Linked DNA regions of Oryctolagus cuniculus: region 2 is linked to region 1. The links are chromatin contacts, called in public Hi-C maps. All regions are on one chromosome and are shown on one strand. Each heading gives the region's core, a stretch centred on a gene start, on an enhancer-like site or on the middle of the called end of the contact. The rest is flanking DNA. Distances are from core to core; before and after follow the strand shown. Region 1 has its middle 22 kb from the start of ANXA1. Region 2 has its middle 100 kb from the start of ALDH1A1.

The links. Hi-C and Micro-C count contacts between places; a contact is called where the count stands out from the background.
Region 2: a Hi-C map of skin fibroblasts shows a contact between it and region 1, with 5 times the contacts expected there. The contact joins two enhancer-like sites. A contact is called at or near these places in 3 of 6 Hi-C or Micro-C datasets (embryonic fibroblasts, skin fibroblasts and an unstated tissue).

The regions. Positions count from the first base shown.
Region 1 is chr1:156,994,010-156,998,611 of mOryCun1.1, forward strand. No RefSeq gene overlaps it. Among named protein-coding and RNA genes, the nearest start is that of ANXA1, 22 kb to the right of the region's middle. Within about 2 kb of position 2,767, at least 3 of the 8 cell types and tissues checked have an H3K27ac peak or open chromatin away from gene starts, as enhancers often do.
Region 2 is chr1:157,330,355-157,334,956 of mOryCun1.1, forward strand. No RefSeq gene overlaps it. Among named protein-coding and RNA genes, the nearest start is that of ALDH1A1, 100 kb to the left of the region's middle. Within about 2 kb of position 1,882, at least 1 of the 8 cell types and tissues checked has an H3K27ac peak or open chromatin away from gene starts, as enhancers often do.

The sequences.
Region 1 (4,602 bases), core at 1,517-4,016:
AGATTCAGAAAGACTAAAGAAGTGACATAAATGTGGGTAATCTAGAAGGAAGACAGAGATGCAAGATGAACCAGGATAAAGATATTTAAAGTATAAAGGTTGAGTCACTTAAAATCAATAGCTGGCCTACGTGCTGCCAACACAAACTTTCCAGTGGTCACGGCCTCCATGGAAATGGAACAGGATAATTGTTTCCAGTTAGGAGTTACAGACTAAGAGTTTATTTCCACTGGGCTTAGCCCAAACCAGTCCTCTTTCCAGATATATTCAAGGAATTTTCGTTTCCATTCTGTTCTCTCATATAATTCTTTGCCTTCCACTCTGATACATATTACAAACACGTTTTATATTCTTTTTTTCTTAAGATTTACTTACTTATTTGAAAAAGAGCATGAGAGAGAGAGAGAGAGAGAGAGAGAGAGAGAACTTCCATCCACTGGTTTACTCCCCAGATGGCTGCAATGGTCAGGGCTGCATCAGGCTGAAGTCAGGAGCTTCATGGGGTCTCCCACATGGGTGGGAGAGAAACATTGGGCCATCTTCTGCTGGTTTTCCCAGGCCAATAGCAGGGAGCTGGATCAGGACACAAACCAGAGCCCATGTGGGATGCTAGCGTTACAGGCAGCAGCTTTATCTGCTGTGCCATTTTTCCCTACCCCTTTTCTAATCTTACACTGGATTCATTTCCATACTAGCAATAAAAAGTCTAGAAAAGCTTCTACTATAATAGAATGACGTTATTGGGTTTCATAATATGCAGTGATACAAGAAGGTAAAAAATATAAACCATAACTTGGCTCACTACAAGCAAGAAATCTCATTACATTTATCTTTGCAGTATCTGGAAATGATGTAACATTTCTAATATGAAACATTTCATAATATTCTCATTCCAAAGCAAAATTGCTTTGTTAGAAGTGTATTACAAGCTGCTTAGAGCCACAGGCCAGTGTGTTAGTGCTTACTGAGTGCTTTCTACGTGCTGGTGCTGATTATCACACTTCGGAATCATCCTGACTCTGGATGTCTTCATTTTACTAAGAGGGTAAGAAACCCGCCCAAGTCCCACAGTCAGCTTCAGGATTGGGATTTTAATCAAGCAGACTGACTAATTCTGCATTGTGCTTGGGAAGAATGTAAGCAGTAACAACAACTGTGAGAAGGTACAATAGACAGAGACAAAGAGGGTATTTAGAAGATCTGGGTCTCTTTGGCTACTGAATCAGAATCCCGAATCTTTACTGCTGAAGCTAAAGCATTACTTCCATATGACTGCCTTTTGGGTTTTCAGATACTAAAAGCCTTTTCTATTCCTGTATTTCTAATCCAGTCTGTAGCAGATCCTGAACTCCAGTATAAGAATTTCTTCTTGTGAAGCTATTTCAGTTTGGAATGAACAGTAAGCTTATCTCAGACTTAATCACCACAAGATCTGCATCATCTGTAGCAACAGAGAAAAATGAAAAAATGAAAACTGAAGCAATTAAATGGATTATTTGGCCTATCATTATAATTATCTTAAGTATTTGGGAGGATTAATTTTTTACCATTCCCTCTTAGTTGGTTTCATATTACTTATTCCTTCAGGTTTTTTTTACACCAGTTAAGTGTTAGTCACTTGAACTCCACTGTATATAATCCTCTTAACAACTCTATATAGCAGGTGGTGGTGGTAGTAATATTGTTTTACTACTGAAAAATCATAATTTAGGGACAGGTTTGACTTAGCAGTTAAAACACCAGCTAGGGTGCCCACATTTCACAACAGAGTACCTTGGTTTGACACCCAGCTTCTTGGGATTAATTCCAACTTCCTGCTTCCCTGGGAGGTAAAAGTTCAAGTAATTGAGCTCCTGACACCCATAAGCGAGACTTGAGTTGAATTCCTTGTGTCTGACTTTTGGCCTCATCCCAGACCCAGCTGTTTCAGGCATTTGTGGAGTGAACCAGCAGATGGCAGTGTTCTCTGTATCTCCTTTGCTTGGGGAAGGCAAGTAACATCTTTGGGACCCCTTAACAAATAAGAAGTGGTAGAGGCTTGATTAGAACTCAAATTTCTGGCCCCCAGATCACTACACCTCTGTGCTACTCTGCCCCTGCATCACTATACCTCTGTACTACTCTGCTCCTGCATTATAAAAAAGCTCTTAGCAAATATGTAGAAATGTTTTTTTTTCTCTCTAGCATTGCTACATGAAACATTAACCTTAACTTTCATTTCTTGAGTGCCACCTTCTATACCATGAAGTAGATGTGCCTATAAATAGAATATACTGTATCAGCACCCTCACACAAGTGTTGCCCAAGGCAATCATCTATTTATTGTGTTAAAAATAATCAGGAAGCAGAACAAGTACTTTCCTTTTTAAGGTAATGGAATTCGGTGAATTTTCATAGCCACTCTGCAGAGGGTGTTGTCTATAATGTTACATGGAATGTGATGAAATACTTTTGTAAAAAACATGGATAACTGTGTTTCTTCAAAATAACTACATCATTATTTCTATTTTCTCCCAAATCCCTTAGGGTCTTGCTGCTTGCTCTTAAAGAAGTAGAGTCTGATTACCATCTCCTTGAACCTGAGCCGGCTTGTCAGTTGCTTACAACTGAAAGAATGTGGCAGATCACATGAGTTGTCTGACTTTGGAGGCGGGGTCATTGAAAGTGATGGAGCCTGGGCAGCTGGAACACTTGTGTTGGAGCCCTGAGCAGCGCGCTGTCTCAACCTGCTTATTTCCCTGAGGTCTTTGTCCTGGCAGAAGCTCAATCTAGTCTGCTTGAAGAAGCTCTAAGATTATTACATAAGGAGAGAAATGCCTGGACAGTTCTCAACTGTCCCGGCAACTCTTTTTCCAGCTTTCGCTATCATCTGACTGCAACTGTAAGGGACTTCCCTGGTCAAGAAGGGAGAGGCTTGTGTTTAAGTCTCAGAAGAGGTCCTAAAGACAACTGAATTGTGGCTTCCTGATCAGGATGATTGTGACCAATAAGAAGATTGTTGTACATTTTTTCCTCCTGTTTCTGTTCCCATCAGAGCCCCAAAGCTCCTTGCCTAGTTTTTTTTTTTGTTTTGTTTTGTTTTACAGGCAGAGTGGACAGTGAGAGAGAGAGACAGAGAGAAAGATTTTCCTTTTGCCGTTGGTTCACCCTCCAGTGGCCGCTGCGGCCGGCGCACCGCGCTGATCCAATGGCAGGAGCCAGGTACTTCTCCTGGTCTCCCATGGGGTGCAGGGCCCAAGCACCTGGGCCATCCTCCACTGCACTTCCAGGCCACAGCAGGGAGCTGGCCTGGAAGAGGGGCAACCGGGACAGAATCTGGCACCCTGACCGGGACTAGAACCTGGTGTGCCAGCGCCGCAAGGCGGAGGATTAGCCTAGTGAGCTGCGGCGCCGGCCACTTGCCTAGTTCTAAACTTGAACTCCTTGCATTCTACTCATTCTCAATCCATACTCTAACACTTGTATAGTTCTATATGTTTTTCTTTAGTATGTTACCCAGTTAGGCATAAAGGGTTGAAAAGAAGAAAGTCAGCAGACAGTCACAGAAAGGGAGTGGTGGTTGCACTTAACTCAAGGGACAGAGATATTACATGATGCATCAGACAAGATATAAAGAGCAGAAATGGGTCATGGAAATTAATGTCCACTCTATTATTTAATAATGAGAAAAATAAAAACCTGAAAACAGATGAAATTGATATAGAAGCAAGTACCTTGTGAGAGCAAACCATGGTCACAGAGGAAAAGGGGACTAACCAGCATGAACAGCTTCTTTAACACTAACTAAGAGGAGGAACGAGTAAGGATTCAATCTAACAAGGTAGTTCCATGAAGCAAGAAACTCCCTCCAGGTCTCCCATGTAGGTGGCAGGGGCACAAGCACTCAGGGCATCACCTACTGTCTTCCCAGACACATTAGCAAGAAACATGATCAAAAGTGGAACAATCAGGGCTCAAAGTGGTACTCATATAGGATGTTGGTATCACAAGTGGCAGAAGCTTAATCCACTGTGTCACAAGGCCAGCCTCAGGAGTAGTTCAATTTTGACTCTATAAATATTAAAAATGAAAATACACCAAAACAAATATGTCTAACTAATTTTTAACACAAGTATAAAAGGAATTTAATACAGGAAGGATAGCCTTTTCAACAAATAACAATGGTGCGTGAGCACACAGATATGGATAAGCAAAACAAAACAGAGAAACTTTGACCTAAGTATCACACTTTATACAGAAATTAACTCAGAATATATTTTTTAAAACGTACATGTAAAATGTAAGACTGTAAGATTTTAGGAGGGCATTATGATGGAACAGGTTAAGTCACTGGTAGGGATGGTTCACGTCCCAGCTGATCTGCTTCTGATCCAGCTCCCTGGTAATATGCTTGGGAAGCAGGGGGTGATGGCTTCAGTAATTGTGTTCCTGCCAGCCACATGGGAGACCTATATGGAATTTCTGGCTCCCAGCTTCAACCTGACCAAGCTCTGTTATCAACATTGGGAAGTGAATTCGTAGATGGAAATTCTCTCTCTCATGCTGCTTTATAAGTAAATAATCTTTTCTTAAAAGTGATTTTAGCAAAAGAGAGGTGAGGTC
Region 2 (4,602 bases), core at 632-3,131, 340 kb after region 1:
TAAATACATGAAATTTGTACCTTTTACATACATTTTTTTTTTGACAGGCAGAGTGGACAGTGAGAGAGACAGAGAGAAAGGTCTTCCTTTGCCGTTGGTTCACCCACCAATGGCCACCGCGGCCGGCGCACCGCGCTGATCCGATGGCAGGAGCCAGGTACTCATCCTGGTCTCCCATGGGGTGCAGGACCCAAGCACTTGGGCCATCCTCCACTGCACTCCCGGGCCACAGCAGAGAGCTGGCCTGGAAGAGGGGCAACTGGGACAGAATCCGGTGCCCTGACCGGGACTAGAACCTGGTGTGCCGGCGCCGCAAGGCGGAGGATTAGCCTAGTGAGCTGCGGCGCCGGCCCTCTTTTACATACATTTTTAAAATCTTGTAATAACAGAACAATGAGTTGGTATTATTGTCCATTATAACCATACGTAATTCATGGAAAGCAGCAAGTTTCACAATGATAACATCTCATAAAACAAATGGATTTAAATTCTCAGGAAACAAAAATTGAGCTTTATTAAAAGGACTCATCCTAAACCGGTTGATCAGTTTTGACTCACTTTGAATTATTTGTGTCTTGAAATTCAACTATGAACCAAATATCCAAGATCACAAACCCTGCACCTATGTGGCCAGTCTAAGAATATTTTTTACTTTGGGGATTGGAAAAATTTTTTCTACCTTAAAATGGGTGCAAAAATCTGCATCTGGTAAAATTACTGCAATTGATCAAGTAAAAGCATAAGAGCAAAAATGAGAATATAGATATGAAATGAAATAGTTAATGTAATTAAATATGTCATCACTTTACAACTATTTTAATTTTACTATAACATTTACCATTGATCTGATATTTTTTGTTTTAACTGTCTTAAAGATGTTCAATGCATGTTATAGAAGTTTGTATCCTACAGTTTGATTTTAATTAACTTAGCTAAGTAAAATCCACTAAGCTCATAATCATTTAAATATCTGATAGTATAACTTAAATCCTTATGTTTTGATGTATCAGTCTTCTAAGTATTATACAAATATTTAGAGGGGCATTGTGATTGTTCCATGTCTAAGTGAACATTAAATAACAAAAGGCTTTAAGCTTAAGAAATGAAGCACAAAATAGTGCAAAAATAAAAATACATACTTTCCAACGTGGTGCTAAAGGATTTATCAACACAGTGAAGCTCTGTAAAATGCCACACAGAGATAGAGTGTGTATTATTCAAAGGGTATGGAGGAGGACCTGTCGATACATCTATCTCTCCTTCATCAAAGCTGTAGACAAAAAGACCAGAGACCTGGCAGGGTAGGACGTCAATTGCAGTTGGTTTCTTAGTATAGCCTTACATTTCACTTGCTGTCCTTCACTTATCATTGCTGTATGCCTGAGGCAGATGGGGCATTGTAGACACGATTATCCAGCGTCATTTTCACTCAAAATCTCTTGTATGAGACTTATAAAAGTGAACTAGAATTATTTTTAATGTACATCTCCCCTAATCAATTCACATGCTCTTTTAGATGTAGTTTTTTTGTATGTCCAGGCCCTAACACAGCATATATTCAACAAATATTTTTGAAAGACTTCACGAGAGAGTAACATTTTGTAAATACTAGAGGGAGTACAGAAAATATAAAAAGGTCCATGCCAAACTCAGTATGTTGAATGAGCACTTTTTACCACCTACTCGTGAATTCAGTGAAGACGCTACGTGGTCTATTTGCTGAGAAATGGTGTCTAAACACTTCCCAGAACAATCTCACACTGTACACTACACACGGGTCATAAAGTGCTCCCAATTCCAAGTATTTTCTTTTCCTGAGCTTAGACAACTCACCCAGAGCAGGGCAGCCAGCTATTTGATTTCTTCACACATTCCTGACTTGCAGCTGCTCCCAGTCCACTGAGCAGCATTCCATTGACTTAATGAAGCTAGTCTAGTGACTTACTAAGACTTTGGAAATTTGTGCTAAGGCCATTGACTTTGTGAGACATGCTGGGTCCCCTTTCTATGAAGTATGCAATAGTCATTTTGTTTAGCAATATATCAGACATAGCCCCAAGTTTGCAATAATATGATGATTAATCAGGGTTCAAGATAAACTCTCAGCTCCTTGAGCAGATTCATTTGTATTCCAGGTTCCACATACACACAGCTGAGAAGAGAAAGGATGTTAGCTGTCAATCACGCCGCCATCATTGTTTGTGCTCCAGATTGACTTCTGATCTCCTGAATTACTAAAGTGATTGATGCTCAACCACTTCAAGTGAATGTCACCATCGGAACCAATGCTAGTATCCCTTAGTGCTGTTTCAGCCTCGCAAACGTTCCTTCTCCTCAGTGGCTACTTTTTTGCTCCTACTCTCAGATGTACTTGGGTGATACCTGAAATGAAGCAGCACCACTGCTTTTATTTGAATATGACCCCCAAGGTTCACATGTCGGAAACTTAATCCCCAATGCAATCCCCCATGTGAACAGTGTGGAGGGGTAAGGCTTTTAAGAGTGGATTAGGTCATGAGGGCTTTATCCTCATGAATGGATCAATGCCTTTATCGCAGGAGAATGTGCATTATCTCAAAACTGAGGTCCTCGCACAGGACTAGTCTGGCCTCCTCTCTCTCTTCTTCTTCTTATCCATAAGAGGCTCACTATATTATAATGCAGCAAAGAGGCCTTTTCCAGATGTGGCGCCTCAGTCTTGGACTTGCCAGCCTACAGAACCATGGGCCAAGTAAATTTTTGCTCATGATAAATTACACAATAAATGATATTCAGTTACTGTGGCACAACAATGTCTAACACATCCAAAATTATTAGTATCATCTATGTCATCATCATCCTCATCACAGCATGCAAAAATTTGGGGCCTGCATTGTAACACAATAGGTTAAGCTGTTGCCTTTGACACCAGCATCCCATGTGCGTGGAGGTTCAAGTCTTGGCTGTTCTACTTCTGATCCAGCTCCCTCTTAATGTGCCTGGGAAATCAGCAGAAGATGGTATACAAGTTCTTGGACCCCTGCACCCATGTGGGAGATCTGTATGGAGTTCCTGGCTTCAGCCTGGCCCAGCCCCAAGCATTACAGCCATTTAGAAAGTGAACCAATAGATGGTAGATCTCTCTCTCTCTCTCTCTCTGCCTCTCTCTCCCCACCCGTGTGTGTTTGTGTGTGTGTGTGTGTCCCTCTCCTGTAGCTCTTTCAAATAGATACAGAAAATCTTTAAAAATTAATTAAATATGTACTAAAATATAGTTTTAACTGCTATAGATTTTATCTTCACAATTTTATGAAGTGATATGTAATCTCTAATTTACAAGGGAGAAAATTGGATAGTGGCTTTTCCATCTTTATTCCTACTTTTTGAAAATTTTAATTCATTTATTTTCATTTTATTTGAAAGGAAGCGAGAGAAAGAGAGAGAGATACTTTCCATCTGCTTGTTTACTCCCCTCATGTCCTCAATAGCTACAGCCCAAACCAGGAACACAGCACTCCATCCAGGTCTCCTACATGACTGTCAGAGACTGAACTATTTGAGTGATCACCTTCTTCATCCTAGAGAACCCATTACCAGGAAGCTAGAATTGGAAGTGGAGGTGGAGCCGAGACTTGAACGCAGACCCTCTAACCTGTGGCGTGGCATCACAAGCAGCAACCTAACCACTGTGCCAAATAATCACACCTCATTCCTACTTCCTGTCCTGTACAGAAAGCCTCCTCAAAGGAAACTCCACATGGTTACAGGCTGGGGACATTTGGTTGATTCTTTTCTTAAAAGATAACCAATCTTATTTGTTTGCCCAATGCATTATTATAAACTGTATTACACTGTTGACTGCATGTATTGCAAGAAAAGTTCTACTCTTAGAGAAACAAAATATTACAAAAATCTTCATTCAAGGTATGTATACTGAATATGCTACCACAGTTGTGGTTGGCAGTCTACAAAGGTGTCCACCACTCCTCCATGCCTTTTGCAGTCTAACTTTTCCATTCATCACATTAGCAAGAGGCATTACTCTTCCCCACTTCCTTTGAATTTGGCTTGGTTTTTGGCTTGCATTGACACATTCCGGGCCTGGACTTTAACAGGCCATGAAGCTTCTGCTTTCACTCTCTTTTAACCCTGAGAACACTGTGCTGTGAGCATAGCCAGTCTCAGTTACAAGAGGACAAGAGAGGATAGAGGCAAAGCAAGCCACCCTCCAGCCAACAACCAGTTCCAGCTGCTGCACAGAGACTGATTCCATCCTGGGCCTACCCAGCCATCCGCTGAATGCAGCTGCCTAAAGGAACCTTGATAAGACCAGCAGAACCACTCAGAAAATTCACAGGCTCTTCTGGTTAATAAATCATTATTTTAAGCCACCGTATTTCAGGATGATTTTTTTTTAAACACAGCAATAGGTAACAAATAAAAATATATGCACAGAAAAATACAATAATTTTTTAAAAGTACAGATAGACTCCACGTTATAATGATTTGGGAAAGAATTGTGTAAGATGATATGAAAGCATAGCCATACGACCATGCTGTTTCTCACTCAGTCCAACGGTCAATAAATTTACATGAGATATGCAACACTTTATTATGAAATAG